2 separate regions of the Zea mays genome follow, and region 1 is linked to region 2. The links are chromatin contacts, called in public Hi-C maps. All regions are on one chromosome and are shown on one strand. The core of a region is the stretch at or near the end of the contact, and the rest is flanking DNA. Distances in the headings are between cores, read along the strand shown. Region 1 overlaps LOC103647984 (transcriptional corepressor SEUSS). Region 2 overlaps LOC100217316.

Region 1 (3,486 bases), core at 853-3,352, 290 kb before region 2:
TGAATTCTAGACAAGACCATGCAATGAGCAGCAACAACGGTGGTCCATATAGTGGAGGCAATGTGGCTATTCCGAAGGTGAACTCTACAAGCTCGCTGCACTCAAACCCACCTACATCTTTCCCTTCCCCAGCACCGACAACGTCCAATAATAGCATGATGCCCGCTCCTCAAAATACAAATCAACTAAGCTCCCCAACGACATCACCAAGCATACCTCCGATGCAGCCACCTGCTGCTCGGCCTCAGGAGGCCGAGCCAAGTGACTCGCAAAGCTCGGTTCAGAAGATCTTGCAAGACCTGATGTCGTCGCAGATGAATGGTGTTGGCCACTCGGGGAATGACACGAAGACACCGAACGGACTAACCCATGGTGCTAATGGGGTTAACTGCTTACTCGGCAATGCTGCCGCGAATAACTCGGGGATAGGAGGAATGGGATTTGGCGCCATGAGCGGGTTCGGTCATGGGATGAGGACGGCAATGGCGAACAATCCGATGGCGATGGGTGCAAGGATGGGAATGAACCACGGTGCACACGACCTATCGCAGCTGGGTCAGCTACAGCACCAGCAGCAACATCAGCAGCAGCATGACATAGGAAGCCAGCTGCTGGGCGGATTTAGATCAGGGAACAGCTTCAATAACATGCAGTATGACTGGAAACCCTCACAATAGAGCGAGCGACCAGAAACCATAAGAGTGCAGTGTGACGGTGCATCTGCCCTTGCTGGCAACGCGTGTGGAGCATTTATGGTGCCATAGTCTCCCCTTTGGGCTTCCGCATTAATGCTGCCGTGAAAGGGTACCATAAGCGATAGCGTGCGTCCCGGCTGGTACATGCAAAGTCTGTAACTGTCAGTTTGCCAATCTCTTCTTGATCTACTCCCCTGAGTTTTACAACATTTTGCCGATTCTTTACTGGGAGTTGCAATTCCACCATGTGCCACATCCTTTGTCCACTCTTCACCCATTTAATGCTGTGAAAAAAAGGTTCAAGTAGTTGTAGCATGGTATAACAGGTGTGTGTGTGGGAATTCCATATTAGCTCTTAGGGCATGTACAGTGGTGTTTAATGTGGAGGCTCTTAAGCTGTTTAAGGGGTGTATTTGCAAAAAAATCTTAGAGCCGTCTCTCCGTGAAGAGACGCCTCTGGCTCGTAAACCAAGTAGTAATAGACGTCTCACTTCCTACTGTACGAATTTGTCGTCTGTTCTATCAATCTGCTGTTGTACAAATACATTTAATTCTGTATTTATTAGTAGACTACATTTATAGACACTCCATTGTATAATAGAGTCTCTTAGTTGTCTCTTGTGCTTGGAGAACTGTTTTGGTGTCTCTCCACTGTACATGCCCTTAGATTTAGTGTTTCCTTCGTCATTGACATGCTGTGGAACGGAGAGCCAGAATTACAGGACTGGCTGCCAGCTGGGTGCCCGTCACTTGTTGCTTGCTTCAGTTATCTTTGGGAAAAGATACTCTGAAAGAATTAGGAGTTGTCCCTCGCCTTTTTTTTTCCCTTGCTGGATAACTTGTACCTTATCCTCTGTAATTTACCATGGCTCTCAGGAACATATGTGCCATTTGGTGGTTCACATATTGGTAACATAAGGGGTAATCGATAACGTTAAATTATATTTGTTTAATTCTAACCGTAATTGATACTGCACTATAAATGGATACCATCTTATTTAAATTTGTTACTGTCGCTATTCGAGTGTGAATCGTTAGCATTACTATTTACATTACATTTCGTAACCCAAACGTCAATTGACTTGCTCGTCTTGTTGGGACGAAACGTTCCAGTCGAGAAAAGAACTGGTAAAATACCTTTGGCTCACTGCTCTGTTGACGGGAACTTCGCAGTTCTGATTCACTGTTTTGAAAAGCGTACGAAGAATCTCACTTAACCATACAAAGTTCTAACTCACAAATTTGGATACAAAGTTCTGATTCACACAGACAGTCGACACAAGCAACAATGCAGCACCAATTGCATACTTCCAGATCCAGTGTTTCAGTTGCACACAGGGAGTGCGTGCGGCGTGCCCGTGGACCGTGGCCATGGGGTGTGGGCACGGTGGGCTGACGGGTGACGCGACTGTTCCTGTTGTTGGGTTGGACTTAGGCTCTTGGAGTGGGCTGCATCTGTATGCATGTAGTACGACGTATGCCATTGCCTACTGCTACCGTTCTACCGCTACCGGGTTGGGATTTGGAAGTTCGGGTTATTTGGGTTCTAAAAAAACTCGACCTGTGGGGTAAAATAGCTCTCAGATATTGTATTAAAAAGAAGACATTCTCATATACAGTAGGTAGAGAAAACTCTCGAACCTCTGTCCTACCCATACACAGCGGTATCGAAACCCATGTGAGAACGACCACGACCGAGACAGAGCCTTAGAACCTAAGACTAGAGGAGTGCTAATTAGAACACATAACCAACTCAGTTAGAGTCCCTTTCGCATTCGGGTTCTAGAGGAGGATGTATTTAGCCTTGTGGGTGTATAATTTTTTTTTTCTAGGGTGTATATATGATGAATCTAAATCTATAGAAATTTTATTTTGTGGGGGTGCATTTGCATTCATAGTTAGAAACCTAGCTTCGCCTCTGGGAGAATGGTTTTATAAGTTGTGATCCGAAATTCTCAAATAAAATTCGGGTTTTCGGTAATACATGTTCAGGTATCGGGCTACCGGTTTTTTTGTCCAAACCTGCATGTATCCCACGGGATATTGTTGTCAAATAAGCGAGGACAGAAAGAGCACCGGGTGCGTGATGATGATCATTCTCAGATGCTAATAAGCCTGCGAGGCAACCATCGAGATCGCTAGCCCTTGTCGCGGGCATTGCAACGGCCTGATCAACCAAAAGCCTTAGAACCAGTTGATTCAGGCGTTATCCGGTTCGATACCTCCCGTGATAGAACAATTTCGAGCTCCCGTATTGTCCCCTCAAGTTGGTGGCCAATAAATCGACTGGGGCCTATTTGAAAGACTATAGTTTCTAAGAAACTAATTTCTATCTCCGGATTCTTGGTTTATGTAAAAAAAAAAGGTGTGCGTGTTTCAAACCTAGTTGTTTGGAAACCAGTTTAGTTTTTTCTATACACAAAGACAAGTCTACAAAGACAAGTCTACGTTTACTCTATTTTAGAAGTAACTGATTCATTTTTTTCTTCATTTTTCTTTACTGCCAATTTTAAATATAGCTTAAACTCGTATTTTTGAATTCAATTTTTTTCAAATAATAATTAAACATTCAAATCGGGTAGAGCAGGCATCAAGGGTATCACGTGCACAAGCCTGAGAGCAGTGGCAATCACAATTTTTTACCGAACTAAGGACAGTACATAATTTACCGCACAGAAACTTGTTTTAGCTAGGAAATACTAGCTTCTTGGTTTTTTAGGAACTGAAAATCCAATTTCTAAAAGCTAAAGAATAAACTGGTTTTATAAACTAGTTTACTAAAAACCGGGTG
Region 2 (3,471 bases), core at 709-3,208:
GGCTCGGACTCAACCTCGACCTCGGAAGACGGTCTCCGCCTCGCCCGACCCCAGGGCTCGGACTCAGCCTCGACCTCGGAGGAGTCACCGCCTCGCCCGACCTTGGGCTCGGACCGACCACGTTACAGGGGGGAACATCATTACCCTACCCCTAGCTAGCTCAGGCTACGGGGAACAAGACCGGCGTCCCATCTGGCTCGCCCCGGTAAACGAGTAATGATGGCACCCCGCATGCTCCCATGACGACGGCGGTTCTCAGCCCCTTACAGAAGCAAGGAGACGTCAGCAAGGTCCCGACAACTGTGCTTCTACAGGGCTCAAGCGCTCCTCCGACGGCCACGACATCACATGAACAGGGCTCTAACACCTCTCCGACAGCCACGTCGGCATGTACATAGGGCTCTGTCTCCTCTCTGCTAGACACGTTAGCACATTGCTACACCCCCCCATTGTACACATGGGGCTTCTCCTTACATCTATAAAAGGAAGGTCCAGGGCCCTCGTACGAGAAGGTGGCCGCGCGGGAGAACGGGCTGACGGACAGGCTCTCTCTCTCTCTCTCTCTCTCTCTCCCTCGCGAACGCTTGTAACCCCCTACTGCAAGCGCATCCGCCCTGGGCGCAGGATAACACGAGCCGCGGTTTTCCCCCTTGTGTTCCATCTCGCGCCGACCCATCTGGGCTGGGACACGCAGCGACAATTTACTCGTCGGTCCAGGGACCCCCCGGGGTCGAAACGCCGACAATTGTCTCTGTAATTTTTCTAAGAACTGCGATTATCTAATCTACAGACTGTAGTGATACACATGTTGACCTCTACCCATTCTCTCAAAGAAACCGAACCAAACAGTCAGAACTCACAAGCTCCTAAAAATACTCCCTCCATTCTTAAATATATGATGTCGTTGACTTTTTAGAAAAACTTTGACCACTCGTCTTATTCAAAATATTTATTCAAAAATGTAAAATTTTAAGTCAAGTTTAAACAATCTTAAGTGATAACACAAATCATAACAAAATAAATTATAATTCGTGATTTTTAGTGATGAACTGCAAGAACTAGAGGGTGGTTCTCCTTTTGTCTACAAGTCATTCTGATCCATTAATAGTGGCTAGTGATGAAGCCGAGCAACTAAACCCCTTCTGAGGTTAGTTCATTCAAACCTCCAAACAATTGTTGAATGCAGATTTTGCAGTGAGTCTATTAAAGCACCCAGTTCAAGTTCCTTCAACTGAACAAAAAAATGCATCAAGATGGACAGTTTAAATAGATCAATCGATGTATAGTTCTGAACCAAAAATAGGCATCACTTAACTGGTCCAAAAACTGTGCCCCAAACTGAAACCAGCAACTTCCTCTCGGTTCATGCATAAAAATTCATCAGAGTTCACTAGGACTCTGGAACTCGCTAGGTGCATCAGAGTTCATGCAGTTCATGATAAATAAGAGGAGAGCCGACCTTGTACTCGGTAGGTGCATACCTCACTAGCGTTGGGGTTTGGATCTTGGAGGAGACGACCTTGTACTGGATCTTGGAGAAGACCATGTACTGTGTCTTGGAGACAACATTGTATTGTACCTTCGAAGAACCGAATAATGGAGAATTAATTGAAACCTAGGTAAGTACATAATTTACAAGGAGGAGCGAAGGTCTTACATCGTGTCGCGGAAGACGACGGTGGAGGACAGTGAACCGAGGGCAGAGATGGCGGCGGAGGGCGACAAATCCGAGACGGTGGCGGTGGTGGAGGGCACTGTCGCCTCACGTCCCGCTCGCGACTGCGTCGGGGAAGGACGACGATGGAGCGGCAGCAGAGCGGATGGCAGCGGTGTGGACGATAGTGGCGGCGGAGGGCGTGGTTGCTCGGATCCGCTTGTGTCCCTTCCAAACTGGGGAAGGTTGCCCGGCCTCAGGTGGCCATGAGGGCTTCCACGGGTATCCCTCAGCATCGGGGGAGGACTGGACCGGGGTGTTTGTCTTCCAAATGGACCAAAAAGTATATCTCGGGTATATTTCCACGTGAGCTTTGGACCTAGGAAAAAGTATGATTTCTCCACGAGAAAGTGGCCTTCCAAACAAGCCCTTAGGGATTAATCGGGTGAGACAGGCTAGCCCACTCGTCAGCCTCCACCGGGGGTATGCTATGCAATGTAACAGGAAGTGTGGTGTGGCCGCATTGAGCTTCCAAACAGTCTAAAAACTAGACTAAAAGATATATATTAAAAAAGCTCGAACTTATAATTTAGTATATAAAAAGAGTAGCGAATAGAATATAGATATTGATTTGACCTGACTTAGCCCTGTTACATTTACAGGCAGCTGCTAGGAACTGATAATTCAATTGGTCAAGTGTGTAATTTTTCACCGTTCTTCGCCCACAAATTATCAATGGATAATAAACAACAAAATGGTAAAAGCATCGAAATGATCAGTCCCCCGCAAACAGCGAAGAAACAATCTTATTTTACAACGACTCGATTCTTTTCAACCTTTTTAGCATGAGTTTTTGATTTTCAGTATTGCACCCAAAACTGCATAAGGGGGGCAAAAATGGAATTACAGAATGGCCGCAACCGTACTATTCGCGAACCAGTGTCTGCTGGCTTTGGAAGTACACACACAGCACATGCAGAAATGTATATGGTCCCATAAATTAGAAAGCGACCTCGAGGACAGACTTCTAAAAGGCAAGTCTCTCAGCATATGTATCAACATGGCAAACCGGAACCCATTAGTCTCTCTGCGAGGTTCGAATTCATTGTTCAGGTTCAGACTCGGATACTTTGGGCGTCAATGTTTGCGGCTTCCCTCTGCCCATGCTGAATCCCCGTGAGCCATCCGGCATGCGAGGACCTGGAGGCTGTTTGTTAGCCGCTGTGAGGGGCTGTGGTTGAGCTGCCTGCTGCTGTTGCTGCTGCTCAATCATGACTGGGTGGCCAGATGGCGGTGGGGTTCCCACTGGACGGGTACTACTACTGTTACTGTGGTGGCTACTGTTTTGGTAGTGCTGGTGGTGTTGATTGTTGTTCTGTTGATGGTAACCACGCCCCCGGCCCCTGCCACCACGACCACGCCCCCGGACACGTCCTCGTCCCATATCTCCAGCGCTATCCTCAGTCTGTAAGAAATCAAAATGGTATCAGGTTTGTCACAAAGAAACCTCTTTAGTGAGCTTTGAGGTATAACAATTAACAACCAGACATTTAATAAATCGATCATCAACGAACCTTCTAATGAAAACCACAAACAATCCTTGCACAATAACAAACCAATGGTCTAGGGATTAATAACAGTGATAAAAAGTGGCAGTAACCAGCCAGTATAAACAGATGTCATATGTTCCACACGTATAAAATCATTAAGCTACGAAAGGAGAAGTACAGTGCTGGCGTCCATTTTTTTCTGCATCCGGTGGTTTTTCAACCCTCGAAACCAAGAATAAGCATTCACATGTTTTGCTTAAGGGCCTG

The links. A called contact is a pair of places that touch in the nucleus more often than the background predicts.
Region 1: a Hi-C map of ear shows a contact between it and region 2, with 2.3 times the contacts expected there. The contact joins two enhancer-like sites. A contact is called at or near these places in 2 of 25 Hi-C or Micro-C datasets (ear and tassel).

What each region holds. Positions count from the first base shown.
Region 1 is chr2:226,965,012-226,968,497 of Zm-B73-REFERENCE-NAM-5.0, reverse strand. LOC103647984 (transcriptional corepressor SEUSS) reads left to right here. Exons shown (of 10, transcript XM_008672496.3): 10 at 1-1,634. The coding sequence ends at 677. Among protein-coding and RNA genes, the nearest start is that of LOC103647984, 7.4 kb to the left of the region's middle. Within about 2 kb of position 2,102, at least 20 of the 20 cell types and tissues checked have an H3K27ac peak or open chromatin away from gene starts, as enhancers often do. A contact at or near this core is called in ear and tassel, where this site is marked.
Region 2 is chr2:226,671,063-226,674,533 of Zm-B73-REFERENCE-NAM-5.0, reverse strand. It overlaps LOC100217316, which reads right to left. Exons shown (of 10, transcript NM_001359585.1): 10 at 2,410-3,119. The coding sequence ends at 2,757. Among protein-coding and RNA genes, the nearest start is that of LOC100217316, 11 kb to the right of the region's middle. Within about 2 kb of position 1,958, at least 19 of the 20 cell types and tissues checked have an H3K27ac peak or open chromatin away from gene starts, as enhancers often do. A contact at or near this core is called in ear and tassel, where this site is marked.